Linked DNA regions of Mus musculus: region 2 is linked to region 1. The links are chromatin contacts, called in public Hi-C maps. All regions are on one chromosome and are shown on one strand. The core of a region is the stretch at or near the end of the contact, and the rest is flanking DNA. Distances in the headings are between cores, read along the strand shown. Region 1 overlaps Fam135b (family with sequence similarity 135, member B). Region 2 overlaps Col22a1 (collagen, type XXII, alpha 1).

Region 1 (3,956 bases), core at 934-3,433:
CTAATGTCTCCTTAGTGGTACTCAGGTATCAGACTTGAGTCTCCTCCTGAGTATGATTTGTGTTGTCTTGTGAATGATCATCTTTCTGTTTGTCTTCACCAACACTATTCCTATGAATTCATCTAAGTTGTCACCTAGTTTAAAGGTCTCAGTATTTTTATAATCCCTTCTATGGCCATCCAGGAAATCTGTTGTGAGAACCATACTATGACTTTCTTAAAGCATCCTTAAAGACATTTTCCTGCATGTACTGAGGTTTGACCATGTAATAAGGAATGTGACCTTTCTGTTTTGTTGCTTCACTGTGGCTCAATTTTTTTAAGTGTGTTTGTGTGTGTGTGTGTGTGAGAAAGAGAAAGAGATAGATAGATAGATAGAGAGAGAGAGAGAGAGAGAGAGAGAAAGAGAAAGAGAGTGTGAGAGTGTGTGTGTGTATGTATGTGTGTGTCTATATATGAGAATGCTCATGGAGTCCAGACAGACTCCTCTGGAGCTGGAATTAAAGCAGTTTTGAGTCACTGAACTGCTGGGAACCTAACTTGGATTCTCTAGAAAAGCAACAAATTCTTAGCCATCTTTCTGGCCCCAAGTGCACATCTTCCTGCAATGGGCTTTGGAAGGATGGCAAAGCCAAATCCTGCTAGCTGTTGTGTTCCCTCTTATTTTGTTCAGTTGGTTGGACAGAGTGGACTATACCTGCTCTGATTCCATCTTTTATAGCTAACTGACCCTGGCACAGTTGTCCTGTCTTGAATTGTGTCTAGCTGATGGTTTCCTGTTCCTGTTCCTCAGCCACAGAGCATGGTAAGGCAAAGAAGGGGGGCAGGGAGGTTGGTTTTTCCATCTTTTTTTCTTAATCTGCTTAGCAAGAGAACCTGATGAAGGAAGTATTCAACACATGCTTTGTCACCAAAAATTCAGTGACAGAAACTATCTTTTCAGGGCTGAGAATTTTGATATCTTTTAGATTACTTATTGCCCTAGAGATGTCAGTGAACTGACCATGCAAAACATTGGAGTTATGATGTTCTCCTATTGTTTCCATTTCAAAAACATTTTTAGCTTAATAACTCTAAATGATATAAAAAAAATCACAGAAGTGTCCCTGTTCAATAGAAGAAAAATATTTTCTGGCCTTAAATTAAACATTTTTCAAGATAAACATTTTTCAAGATAAACATTTTTCAAGATAAACAGGGACACACACACACACACACACACACACTTTTCTCACTAAAGCATTGATATGAAACTCACCTTGCATCTTTCTAAGCTAATTTTGTCTAATGGAAAACTCCTTACAGTTTTCCTGTTCTTACTTTTGAAAACTCATCAGAAAGTCTTTGTATTTACAATGAAGTAAAATGGAAACACCCTTTGCAGGAGGGGAAGAGAGAAGAGTTACTTACTTGGGCTATGTCACAGACTGGGGTCTTGAAGCTCAGATGAGTGTCAAGTTTTCTCTTGTGTGCTTTCAGGCAGCTGTCAAAGGCCACCCTGCTCTCAGGAGGAGGGCTGGAACCTCACCGCTCTGGGTCTTTTAGCTGACTTTCAATACAAATAGCTACTCAGCAGTAAAACTGCCTCCCTAGGAGCTGACTTAGTTTCCATCAGAACAATAAAGCCTTGATCCTGCCCTCTTAAATCCTTGAAAAATACTTAGCTGTGACTTGCTCTACTTGGAAAGAAAGACTCTGGCAAAACTACAGAAACAAAACTAAATGCAAAGAGTGATGAAAGAAAATATAAATAAAAATAAAATCCACAGTGGCCTTTGGTGGGAGAAAAGGAAAACAAAATAGTGCATATATATATATATATATATATATATATATATATATATATATATATAAACATGTATTCATATATATTTTCTGTTTGTGCTTGAGTGTAAATCAGGAGGATTTAGTAATTATTATTGTCATCAGCATCTTCATTTATCAAGCCAACCTTGGATTAGTGACTCAGCGGATCTTAACCTTGATTTGGGCTTCATGGGGGTTGGGGAGTGGGGGCTGACAGCTCCACAATGGCCTATGCATCATTGAGCAAGATGACATACACATGAGTCATGGTACTGTATGTGGGTGGATATTAGCAACCTTCTCCTACCATAGCAGGTTAGGCATAGTGAAGAGAGCTTTATCTTTGTTCATGACCTGCTGGTTTTAAAAAGACCTGGAGGCACTTCCAGTGTGGTCATGGATGATGGAAAGAGCCAAGCCTGTGGTTAAATCCCAACAGTCACAGTTGGAGATGAATTCCTGTGGTGACTTATGTTGATTTTGAGCTCTGGATTTTGGGCTCTTTTGTTAAATGGGATTCCATCTCACTCCATACTTTTTTCATAAGGCTGTAATGAGTTATGTTCTAAAAATCTTGGTCATAAATGGGTATGTATAAGGAACTTGGGTGTCCATTTAAAGTGCTTTCTGCAAAATTCAATTTGAATTTGAAAATCAGGAGAGATTACATGCTAAAACTGAGAACATGCTTACATTACTTACAAAAAAAAATTTCCTGTATGTGTGTTGTCTGTATAATCTCACAGTATTGCTCAGATCCTTGGCAGAATTTATATCATAGACAGTGAGTTTGCCCCTTGGGGTCCACTGCCTGACTCTCTCAATAAGAGCCTGATATCCCTGCAGATTTTGCAGTCTGGCCTTTTCAGTCAGGTTTGCAATCAGCTCTAAGGAACAGTAGACTTCACTGACTGTAGCTTTTGACTGTTCACTAAATAATTCAGACCTGGAGTTGCCAGAGACTAGGAAAGTGCAGGACTTGCTTTTGTTCGTTGTTTCATGCTTATCTAAAGAAACTGATCTCTGTCTTATCAACTATGGCTGTTCCTTGTCATCCATGGGTTTGTAGCTCTTGACTGGTGGTTTAATGACCAATGCTACGACATTATCAAGCTAAGGAAATGCTGAGAGGAGAATGGCTGTCTTCCTTTTTCTAGTTTCTGCAGTCAGAACCCTCCCTGCACAAAAGGAGGAACTGAGAATGAATAGCCCCTGGATCAGGCAGTAGCAGCCTACAGCAGCATCTGCCATTCCTAGATTAATATCTTCCAGGTTTGAACTGCCTTCAAAACGGCTGCCTTGACTGTTTTTCTCCTCTCCAAAGGGTGGCATGGGCCATTTTCAGTCAAGGTTGGTGTTTGAGGTCTGGGAGAAAGGTGAGCTTCCTGATTCAAGTGTTACAGCTTAGCACAGGGTTCCTTCTCTGTCTCCAATGGAGCTAACCCATGAAATCTTCTATTCCTGCCTCCTCTATCTAAGATGAGCAAAGTATTCACCTGCAGGCATGAATCTCAACATCCTAATCTGCAAAACCAAGGTATTTAATCTCTCTTATAAGAACCAATGTGTCAGTGAATGGAAAGAACAGGAATAATGAATGAAATAGATTTGGTACGGAATGGGTAATGAGCAGAAATCTTAGCACAAAGCACCACTTGCAGTAAGGGCTTGTACTGCAAGTTGAGCAAATGAATGATTACACTCATCGCCCGGCTCCATTGAAAGTGCTTGTGCATATATTAAATCAGTTCCCACAAAAAGCTTAAGAGGAATCTTCTATTGTTATACTCATTCTGCAGCTGAAGGAACCCAGCAATGGAATTTCAGGTCACCGACATTCATATGAAGATAGTCTGGACCCAGGCACCATGTCTAATCACGACAGAAAAGCAAATTTTACAGATTTCAAAGGAAGCATAGCTATTACCTCTTGGTTTCTCTTTGTTCTAGATTAGAGAACGGGGAACCTGAGATTCTAGAATGTGCAAGCTTTGGAGGCAGAGTATCTCAAGGCCTTGTTGGTCTCTTCCTTTGTCTACATTGAAAGCAGAATCCTTGAAGAACTGAGATTCCAGGTGGAACTTTCTTTCAAGAGGGTGGCATAAGAATGAGCATTTGATTTCTGTTTCCCACGTGGGAATCAATGTATTG
Region 2 (3,956 bases), core at 799-3,298, 150 kb before region 1:
AAACCTAAGCAGTGAACAGTGTCTTAAGAACCATACAAAAGGACATTTTTAAACCCCAGCATGTAGGAAGCATTTAATACACATGACTGATGGTGATCCTCATGGCGCATAGGTCATCGGGCTTAATAACAAGCATGACAAATATCTGGAGGAGAGTAGAGGAGTTTAAAGAAACCATTGTCAGTGGGACAAGAGGTAGCCTGTGATACCTCTCAAGAAGGTGTATTTTAGGGATTAAGCAGGGTTTGCAATGCATCTTGGAGGGGGGCAGTTTCTAGGCAGGGCACAGCTGGGCCTCATATGAAAGGAGCAAAGGCTATTTGCTGGCAGAGTTCACACCCTCCCCTCCACAGCTTGTAGACCCCAGGAGGAGCTCCAGCAGCTTTGATTTACAAAGGACAAAGCACAAAGGGAGACTCTAAACAATGGAAACACAAACAAAATGGTACCTTTTTTTCCAAATTAATGATTATATTAATTTAGAATTATATTTAAAAGCAAATCAATGTCTCCTTCTAACCTAAGAAACTTCTCTACAAAGATAGAAAAGGAAACAATCTTATCATCCTCTGAATGCTGATTCAGAATACAGCGTACACCACAGTCTGGGTAGGAGGCGGGAGAGTCAAAAACGACTTAAGTCTTAGGTAGCCAGTCTGTAGGGTTGGATTTAGCATGCGTGTCTCAGGAAGTGCTATTCAGGACTAAGATAGAGGACATGTCACCCCATTCATCAACCACATTCATTCCAAATGGGCTATGTACCTGTGTGATCATCAGTAAGGTAGGGGCTTACACAAGCATCTCCAGTCTTTACCACAGGGGGTGTTTTTGTTCCTGTGATCCAGATTGCTCCCTATGTTAGCATCTCTCTTTCCAGCAGGAACCGGGGAAGAAAGGCACCCCCCCCCCCGTGTTTATTAAATTCCAGAGAGATGATTACTAGGTTCTGAGAAAGGCTTTAATTGAGTTCCTGGCAATGAATAGGTAAAATATTTGTATATTAGCTACTTTTCTATTGCTGTGATAAAACACAGCCGTGGAAAGCAGGTTATCAGGCCCTTGGAGTATGCCTTGCCCTGGATCTTTCCTATAGCCCCATTCTCTACTTCACGGCTTCTCTGATACACATTTTTCTGCTCCCTCATGCTGCTCTTACCGTTATGTGATTGATACCTCTGAAAATATGAGCCAAAATAAATAATTCATCTCTTTCTGTCAGGTGTTTAGTTGCAACTATGCAAAAGTAAAGAACTGTGCATGTGGAGTGATATAGTTCCTTATTATTTATTTATTTATTTATTCATTTGTTTGTTTGTTTATTCTATGGAATAGATTCTTTGTATAGGGCTGAGTTGAGAAGCAAGAATGAAGATTTTGGCAAGGGTATTTAATAATGATCTAAAGAGAACTGGGCTAGTAAAATTGTCCTTTGCAAGGATAAAAGCCCTGAGAAGATGGGATTCAGAGCTGCCTTTTGGTTGTTGAACGTCCAGTGTACAACCATGGATCTCACCTGCTGTTAACATGGCTGATCTGCCTTCTCCACTCTCGTCAAATCTCAAGAAATCATAAACCACCTAAACCAGGCATCATAGCCCCAAGAGAGTCAGGAAAATGACTTGGTTGGGAAGAGGTTACTCGGATATTTGATAACCAGACAGACTGAGTCCCTACTCTTCTTGTTCTGTGACCTTGGGTGGCTGATTAAAACAATTATTGATGGATTTAAAAAAACATTCAAAATCTCACAGTGCCTAGACTCTTCTGGAATTCACTCTGTAAATGAAAAGCACCTTGCATTCCTTCACCTCCCGCCCTCCCTGCTCAAGTGTAGGGGTTATAGCTGGTGCCACTGTTCTTAGCCCAGATTTGTTACCAAGGTCAATGACTAAGGCAGATGTCTTAGACAGTTTATACTCTTAGCCATGAGCTCAGCTTACAGCCAAAACGTTACATGTAACAGGGTCTTTTAAAGCCCTAACTGAATGTCTAGCGGGGCAGGGACTCCAGAAATGTCAGATCCCTTCCTGGAAGGAAATGAGTCATGTTTGGAGGTGGCTGTGTTTGTGCAGATCTTTGTCTGTAGTGGGCACGGAGACAGGGACAACTATGGGGATCCTGAGCTGCTGGCATTCTTATTGTCGACAGCTGAATGTTGAAACCACTCTACAGCTAGACTGAAGACTGGGATTTGAAAGGAATACATTTACCTTTAAGGCCAATTGTCCCTGAATGTCAGTGAGGCAGTGTGAAGCTCTGCGACACTGCTTTGATTATAAAGTGGGTGCAGACAGAATGCCAACTTTAGGCACTTAGATCTAACAGCATGTAAAGATGACGGAATCAGGTTTTTTTCCTGTGAACTATTTTCTTCCTTCCTCTAAACAATGACACCTAGTGCTTTATAAGCAATGATTCATAACACAGTCTAGGGACTGTGGGATAGAGTGTCATTAACCATCAGCCATGACATCAATGAGCTGCTGCGTGCTAGAATAAGCTGAACGGAAAGAAAGCCGGATTTCACCTCATGAGAAAACTGCTGGGCTCTGGACTCTCTTACATTGACCTTCCCCACCCCTCATCCTTTTAGATGGACAGATTGAGACCTAGAAAGGGGTATGGCCTGCCTAAGGATGCAGAGATGAGGGACAGGAATGAAACCAGTGCCAGACTGATTCACTGTCAAGGACTCTTCACAGCCCAGTAGGTTATTTTAAAGAAATGGAAATGTTGCTGTTTGATGAAATGCAGTTGTTATTCCAGTAAGTACACTCGTTGTAGTGGCTTACTTCAGCAATCTTAGCACTTGGGAGGCTGAGGCAGGAGTGGTGATACAAGTTTGAGCCCAGGCTAGGCTACAGAGTGAGTTTCAGGCCAGCCTTTAATAAAGCATAAAACCCTGTCTTAGAAAAAAGAATCTACTAAACCAAAAGCCATGTATGGTGGCTAACACCTGTATTCCCAGTAGTCATGATGCAATATGGATGCATCACTATGAGTTTAAGGTCAACTTGGCTACATAGTTGTAGGACAGCCTGGAGTATAGTTTAAGAAGCTGTCTCAAAAACAAAACAAAATCAACCAACCAAAAACAAAACAAAACAAAGCAAAACAAAACAAAAAACCCAGAAAACAAAACAACAGTAACAAAAAAAAACCCCCAAAACAAACATACAAACAAAAACCAAAAAGACCCAATATACCAAATTCCCAAAGCAAAAGACATATTAAATAAACTGAATGAAGTGGCCACATCCATATGCCAGCACTTGTGGGGGCTGAATAATTAGGAGTTCAAGGCTGTCCTTAACTATTTATGACATTCAGGTCAGTTTGAGCATTATGAAATTCTATCTCAAAATATTTTTTTTAAATACAAACATGGCTGCCAAACATGAACTGAGCAAGGCTGACAGTAATGAACCTGCCAAAGTGGACGGGAAAAGCCCATAAGATCTCGGCCTTACCCTTCTTGCACATCAGCTCTTCAGGACCTCCCGATGCTCGTTTCTGCCTCTGTTTCACATCCCTGGAAGACCTCACTTTCGTCTTGATCTTCTCTTTCCCTCAGCTTGGACCTTCTGACCCACTTCTCACCATGGCTACAAATCTCATATAGGACCATTATCCATCCTTCTGCGCTATCTTCTGTGCATCACTGGGTTCAGACTCAGGAGGGACGTGACATACCAGGCTTAGAACTGCATTCCTCTCAGCCCTGTTTGTTTGCTTATGCTCCCCTAAGGGACCTGAAACTCAACTAAAAAACATTTTACCAGCTGATTGTAAAATTCTAGCAGGGCTTGCTTCTGTCTACTGTCACCATGGTTGGCAGCAATGGTTTAATAAAGAATTTGAAGAACTGGTAAAAGCACTTAAAGCATACTTTTATATTTACAGTGTTAGTTCTAATGAAATTTTCTGTGGCTTGACTTGCCTTTGTCTTCCTT

What was found. Hi-C and Micro-C count contacts between places; a contact is called where the count stands out from the background.
Region 2: a contact with region 1 is called in a Hi-C map of the N1E-115 cell line, with 1.9 times the contacts expected there. The contact joins two enhancer-like sites. A contact is called at or near these places in 3 of 484 Hi-C or Micro-C datasets (the N1E-115 cell line, adipose-derived mesenchymal stem cells and nephron progenitors) and 1 of 115 datasets of contacts at active chromatin or transcription factors (astrocytes).

The regions. Positions count from the first base shown.
Region 1 is chr15:71,701,363-71,705,318 of GRCm38.p6, reverse strand. The region is part of intron 1 of Fam135b (family with sequence similarity 135, member B); the gene reads left to right. Among named protein-coding and RNA genes, the nearest start is that of Fam135b, 24 kb to the left of the region's middle. Within about 2 kb of position 2,183, at least 26 of the 459 cell types and tissues checked have an H3K27ac peak or open chromatin away from gene starts, as enhancers often do. A contact at or near this core is called in the N1E-115 cell line, where this site is marked.
Region 2 is chr15:71,848,598-71,852,553 of GRCm38.p6, reverse strand. The region is part of intron 46 of Col22a1 (collagen, type XXII, alpha 1); the gene reads left to right. Among named protein-coding and RNA genes, the nearest start is that of Fam135b, 120 kb to the right of the region's middle. Within about 2 kb of position 2,048, at least 21 of the 459 cell types and tissues checked have an H3K27ac peak or open chromatin away from gene starts, as enhancers often do. A contact at or near this core is called in the N1E-115 cell line, where this site is marked.